Regions from separate parts of the Macaca mulatta genome. Here region 2 is linked to region 1. A link is a contact called in public Hi-C data. All regions are on one chromosome and are shown on one strand. The core of a region is the stretch at or near the end of the contact, and the rest is flanking DNA. Distances in the headings are between cores, read along the strand shown.

Region 1 (2,877 bases), core at 307-2,806:
AATATAAGAATGTTAAATAAACATATTCTCAAGAATAAATAAATACCAGTCTGTTAAACCAACAACTAGAGGAAAGGGAAGGAAGCACAACAGAATTCGTTTTTTTTTCAAAGCTGAAACCGTTTTACGTACAAACGGAATATACACGTTTCTTTACAATTTAAACACGCTGATTCCTTGCGAATTCGGTTACTAAATCAAAGTCTGGGGAGAGGGCGGGGAGAACGATAAAGGCAGATCAAATCTAAGAGTCCATATCTTGTAAAACTATGGATTCACAGACATCGTCCTTTTGAAAACCCGGCAAGCCTGCCTTCCGAATCTGGGGGTGTGTACCCTTTTCACGCCCATCACAGACTCCACCTGTGGACCAGGCACTGCCCCAGCCCAGCCTGCGTCTGCACCCCTGGGCCCTCTTATCCAGGAGAGTCAGGCGGCTTCTCCGGGGGACAGCACACCCGGCTCTCCGACCGTCAGCTGCATCCACCGCCGAGTGAGCGACGGAAGCCCCGCGGCCAAGGCTGCACTCACCTTGCCGCAGCCCGGCGGCCCCCACAGGATAAGCGAGGGGATTTCGTTGGTCTCCAGCAGCGAGCGCAGCAGGGTATCCTGGCCCACGGCCCTGCTCTGCCCGAAGTAGTCCTGCAGCGTGTCAGGACGCATCGTGTCGGCCAGCGGCTTGCCCTGTAGCATCTGTCGGATCTCCTCGGCCGCCAGCGCCCGGGGGTGCGGGCGGCCCCCGCCACTGGCCCCAAAGGCGGTGGCGGCTTCGGCAGCGTCCGCGTCCCAGTGCCCCGGGTCGTCCTCGCCGTCCGCGTCCGCGTCAGCGTCCCCGTCGCCATCGCCCACAGCCTCCTCCTCCTCCTGCGCCTCCGCCTCGTCCCAGCTGCGCGGAGACGCGCTCCCCGCCGCGGCGGCGGCCGCCGGCCTCTTCCCCGACCCCTTCCTCCCGGGGCTGCTGGAGCGGGCCACCGGGAAGTCCGGGATGAGGCGGGCGCCGCTGGGCGTGGGCGGCGCGTCGTAGCTCTCGCGGCTCTCGGTCTCGCCGCCGTCGTCGCCCTCCTCGCCTTCGCCCTCGCTGCTCTCGGCTGCCGTCGGGGTGGCAGGCTGCTTCAGCGCCGAGCTCTCGGACAGACGCCGCCTCTTAGCGCCGGGCGGCGAGGGCCCCTTGGCCCGCTCCCCGGCGCGGTGCGACCCGGCCGCGGGTTCCGCGTGCCCCGCGGGGTGGAGCAGCAGACAGCGGTCCAGGTGCGAGTTGATGTGCGCGGCGGGCATCATCTGCTGGCACACGGGGCACTGCACCTGGTGCAGCTGCGAGAGGAAGGGGTCGTCTTCCGGCCCGCTCACCTCCATGGCGGCCGCCGCCCTCCCCGGCGCCAGGCGCTGCCGCAGCAGCCCGTGCACACGCCGAGGCCTCCGATGCCCTCCGCTAGGCCCAGCGCCGCGCGACCCTCGCTCGGGGAGCCAGCAGGACGCTCGCGGGCCGGGGGAGGGCGCCGCTCATGCCTCACGTCCGCAGCTCCCGCGTCCGCCCGCCTTCGGCCGGCCGCTGGCAGCGCCTCGCGCGGCGTGTCGGGAAGTGTAGTCCGCGGCCGTTTGCCCCGGAGGCGGCGCGCCTCGCGCGGCATGTAGGGAAGTGTAGTCCGTGGCCGTTTGGCCCAATCGCCGCCGATAATACCTCGCGTGGCACTTCGGGAAGTGTAGTCCGCGGCCATTCGCCCCAGCCGCCGTGCGTCCTTTTCCGACTCAGAACAGCCTTTGTGAGGGGTCGCGGGGCGAGCGTGGTGCGCGTGCGCGAGGTTCGCGGGGGAGGACGCCGCTGTCTCCCTGGGCCTGCGAGGCGCGCGAGGGCGGGCGGGAGCCGCGGACTGCGCGCGGTTGTTGGAGCGGCGAGTGCCGCTTTCCTGGCTTTCCTCGCCGGGCTGTGGAATGGGCCTGTGGGGACGAGCAGGAGGAGGCCGCGGCGGGTCGTTTGTAACGAAAGGGAAATGGGGGAAAAAACCCGAAAGCCCCCAATAGAAAACCAGTTTTCTATTGGACCTGAACAGCAGAAGAAATACAAACAACTACGCGGGTGAAAGAAATGCTCACCTCAGTAGTGGTCAGAGAAAAGTAAATAAAGGGTCTCTCGCCCCCTTTTAGGTTTGTTGGCCTTTTAGTCAAGGGCGGTTCACCTACAGCGCGCTGCGAGCCAAGAGATGCTTCTCGCGGGCCGCTGTGTCATGGTGGCAAATCGGAAGCACCAGCCTCTGTCTCCTTAGCAACCCAATGATGGGAGGTACCCGTGTGCAATTACGTCGTAGACAGGGATAGAAATGGAAAGAATATCAGATTAAAACAAGTGTGGTATTCTGCGTCTTTGAATGAATTACCGTGTTCTGTGATTTTATTTTCTGCTTTTCTGTGAATCTCCCGTTTTAAAACATGTATCTTAAACATGCATTTTTGGTAACTAGAGGAGGTAAATGAGGGAGAATGAAGACTTTTCTGAAATTTGGCAAAAGTGGAATTTTTATTTAATCTGGGCAAAGGCAGATTCTGTTGCCCAGGCTGGAGTGCAGGGTCGCGACCGGAGCTCACCACAGCTTTGAACTCCTGGACGCCAGGGACCCTCCCGCCTTAGCCTTTGGAGTCGTCAGGGTTATAGGCTGAGCCACCACGCCTGGCTTGATGGTTAAGAGTTTTTCTAACTAAGAAAGTTAGGCTCAAAAATAAGATGAATAGAAACGCTAGAGAAACAAGTTAAACTTTCTTTAATCGTCATATAATTTGAAATCGTACAAAAAGAGCATCTGGAGCTTTTTAAAATTATCATTATTATTATTATTTTTTTTTTTTTTTGAGACGCAATTTCCCTTTAGTTGCCCAGGCTGGAGT
Region 2 (2,960 bases), core at 241-2,740, 1.2 Mb after region 1:
ATAAACGAAAAGAGCGTTTGGTTTTCGATTGTTTTAAAGACAAAGTGATCCATATTGCCTGTCTACATGATTGGATTAATCCGATAGTTGCCCTCCTAGGGGCAGACCTCCACGGGAAGTTTGTGTGACGGGATAATTTAATGTCATCTCCTAACTCCCCTAGATGGGCGGTTCCCCTATTTACTCACCCAGGAGAAAGTCAGCCAACACCTGCTCTTTCCCGCCTCGGGATGGCCCACCTGTCGCCCCTTTGCAGAAAAGCCCCCGCCTCGAAGGGCGTTTCGGGGGCTCAGAGCCGAGCTAAGCTGCAAGAAGGGGCCGTAGGGAATGCGGGAAGTGAATCTTTAACTTTGGTGCCCGGCTTCAAAAGACTCAGGGCTGCCTGTGTTCAGGCAGAGGTAAATGGAGATTCAAACTGTCACCTTGCATTAACAATCCGGAATAAAAATAAAATTTGTAAAGGGATAGATGATCGGAAAGAACAAATGGTGCGTGTGTGCACGCACGAGCTCCAGTTTCTCCCCATCCAGGTCCCCAGCGGACCCAGAGCGGCCGCCGCACTCCACGGCCTGGGAGGGCAGAGGCCCCGCAGCCTCCCAACCTGGGCTCCTGTGGGGCGGAGTGGGGGGGCGGGCCGCGCAGGGCGGGCGAGTCCCCAGGTCCCAGAATCTGCCAGAGCCAGGGTGCGCGGCGCAGGGTGCGGCGGGCGCCGGCCGTCGGAGGACTGCAGGGCGAAAGCGCCTTCCTGGGGCTGGAGCGGAAGGCGTGTGCGCCTGCATGGACGCGCCTTGGCTACGGGTGTCGGAAGACAGGGCTTTGCTCCGTGAGACAGACCCACAGACAGCTCCGGAGCCGCCGGCGTGGTGAGGTGGGCTGCAACCTTGCAGGTGGCGGGCTGTTCCCGGGTCTCCGGCCCCGCGCCGCAGCGGACCCAGGCGCCCGGGCTGCCGCCAGCCTTCCTTCCGAGGGCTCCCTTGGCAGAGCCCTGCGCCCTGGGACCTTCCTTCCGAAGTCCCTCACCCGGGTCGGGGAGTAGCACCACGCGGACGCACCGCCGGGCCTGCTGCGGGTAAGGCGCGCTCGGCCCCCCGCCCCCCACTCTGAACCTTTGGGCAGCAGCCCCAGGGCCCTGGGCCGGGCCGGCGTTTGCACCTCTCAGGGCAGGGACAAGGCCGGTACCTGGCTCGGTGCCGCTGGCCTCCCCTGAGGGCCTGAGGGCCGACGCCGCCGGGAACTGCGGGTCCTCGAGAGTGGGTGGGCGCCCGGACGCGTGCACTGGTGACCCGGTGGTCTCTGCTCCCAGGCCGCCCTCCGCAGGCTCCCCGCCGCTTCCCCGCATGCGTAGGTAGAAGAAGGGACGATGTGGACGCCCGGAGGCCGCTTGGTCCACCCAGACGGGGGCTCTCAGGCTGGGGGACCAGACCCCGGCAGGTCCCGCGCGGGGGAACCCGGGGCCAGGCAGCCGTCCCGGGCGCCCGCACCGGGCACTGCGCGTGCTACGAGCGCCCCCTGCCGTCGGAGGCGTAGTCTCCGCGGCGCCTCTGCCCGCGCCGGGCCCCGAAGGCCGGCTCAGCCCATCCATCCCGCCACAGCGTCCCTTGGGAACCCGGTCTCTAGAGAAGGAGGCTTGGGGAAGACCACGCCGCCGGCGTAGGACCCCGCAGGGCCTGGCACCTGGTTTTCCTAGGCTGCAACTCTCGTCCCTCAGGGTCCAGGCGGGAATAGCCCCATCGGGGAGACCATCTCAGACTGCCAGGCACAGACCACAGATGCTTTTGTTCCTGGAGTGGAGGGAGGTGACCTGAGACTGGAGCTTTCAGCCACCACTACGCATTCCTTCCAGGCGGCCCTTTTAATTGATGTACACGTTACAGAAAAAGCAAGGCCGCTCCATCAAGTGAATTACATTGTGGGAGATGCCAAGGAATGTATTTACTGGCAGCCAGGTTTGCCAATAAAAGTTGCAAATAAAGACTGCTGGTTTCCAGGAAAATGTACTTCTGTTTTTTAAGCACTCCTTAGTCTTAATTACCAAAAACTGAGCCTCCAAAGAACCGGTTTCGAGAACAGGACCAGTGAGTGGCGGTACTGACTAGGTCTCACACTCCCACGTGCAATTACGCACCCCGAAGTCACCTATGGGAACAAGGACCATGCATCTCTATGGCTTTGCCCGCAGAGAGGCTTGTCCGTATTTACATACGCAGCAGACACAGACACAGGCTAAACGCTGGCACACAGAGAGGTATGCATTCGGATTAGCGCTGTTTAGTTTGGAAGTGAAAAAATAAGTTTGTCTTAAACTATGGCAAATAGGCGAATTTCCACAGAAATAAATGTGTGCGAGGAAAGGAGGCACTTGCTCTGTAGTGTTTAGTTATGGTTGCCCTGGTAGTTCTTTTTAGTCCAGCTGGGTTGACTATAAATGAAGGCAGCAGAGAAATGCAGAATTTACTTTTGCTAAAGGTTAGCTTTGGCTTGGGGTCACAAGGACCCCAGTGGGAATTAGAAAATCTCCCCACTCACTAGATGGAGCAGCACCTCCCCCCAACAAAAAAAAGGGGTTTGGGGCGGAGTGTGCACACTAATGAGAGGCAGATTTATTCCATGTTTCTCCAATCTTAAACACGGACACTAACAACCACAATTACAAGGACAGGTAAGATGCACTGAACACTTAGTATGCGGTCATCCTGCTGCGTGCTTTAAATACTCCTTTCGGCCGGGCGCGGTGGCTCAAGCCTGTAATCCCAGCACTTTGGGAGGCCGAGACGGGTGGATCACTAGGTCAGCAGATCGAGACCATCCTGGCTAACACGGTGAAACCCCGTCTCTACTAAAAAATACAAAAAACTAGCCGGGCGAGGTGGCGGGCGCCTGTAGTCCCAGCTACTCAGGAGGCTGAGGCAGGAGAATGGCCCGAACCCGGGAGGCGGAGCTTGCAGTGAGCTGAGATCCGG

Evidence for each region. A called contact is a pair of places that touch in the nucleus more often than the background predicts.
Region 2: a contact with region 1 is called in a Hi-C map of liver, with 3 times the contacts expected there. The contact joins the promoter of FOXC1 here to the promoter of WRNIP1 in region 1. A contact is called at or near these places in 3 of 14 Hi-C or Micro-C datasets (fetal cortex germinal zone, fetal cortical plate and liver).

The regions. Positions count from the first base shown.
Region 1 is chr4:180,474,747-180,477,623 of T2T-MMU8v2.0, forward strand. It overlaps WRNIP1 (WRN helicase interacting protein 1), which reads right to left and starts at 1,557. Exons shown (of 7, transcript XM_001090684.5): 1 at 532-1,557. The coding sequence starts at 1,353.
Region 2 is chr4:181,634,600-181,637,559 of T2T-MMU8v2.0, forward strand. FOXC1 (forkhead box C1) reads right to left here and starts at 1,491. Exons shown (of 2, transcript XM_078001361.1): 1 at 1,180-1,491.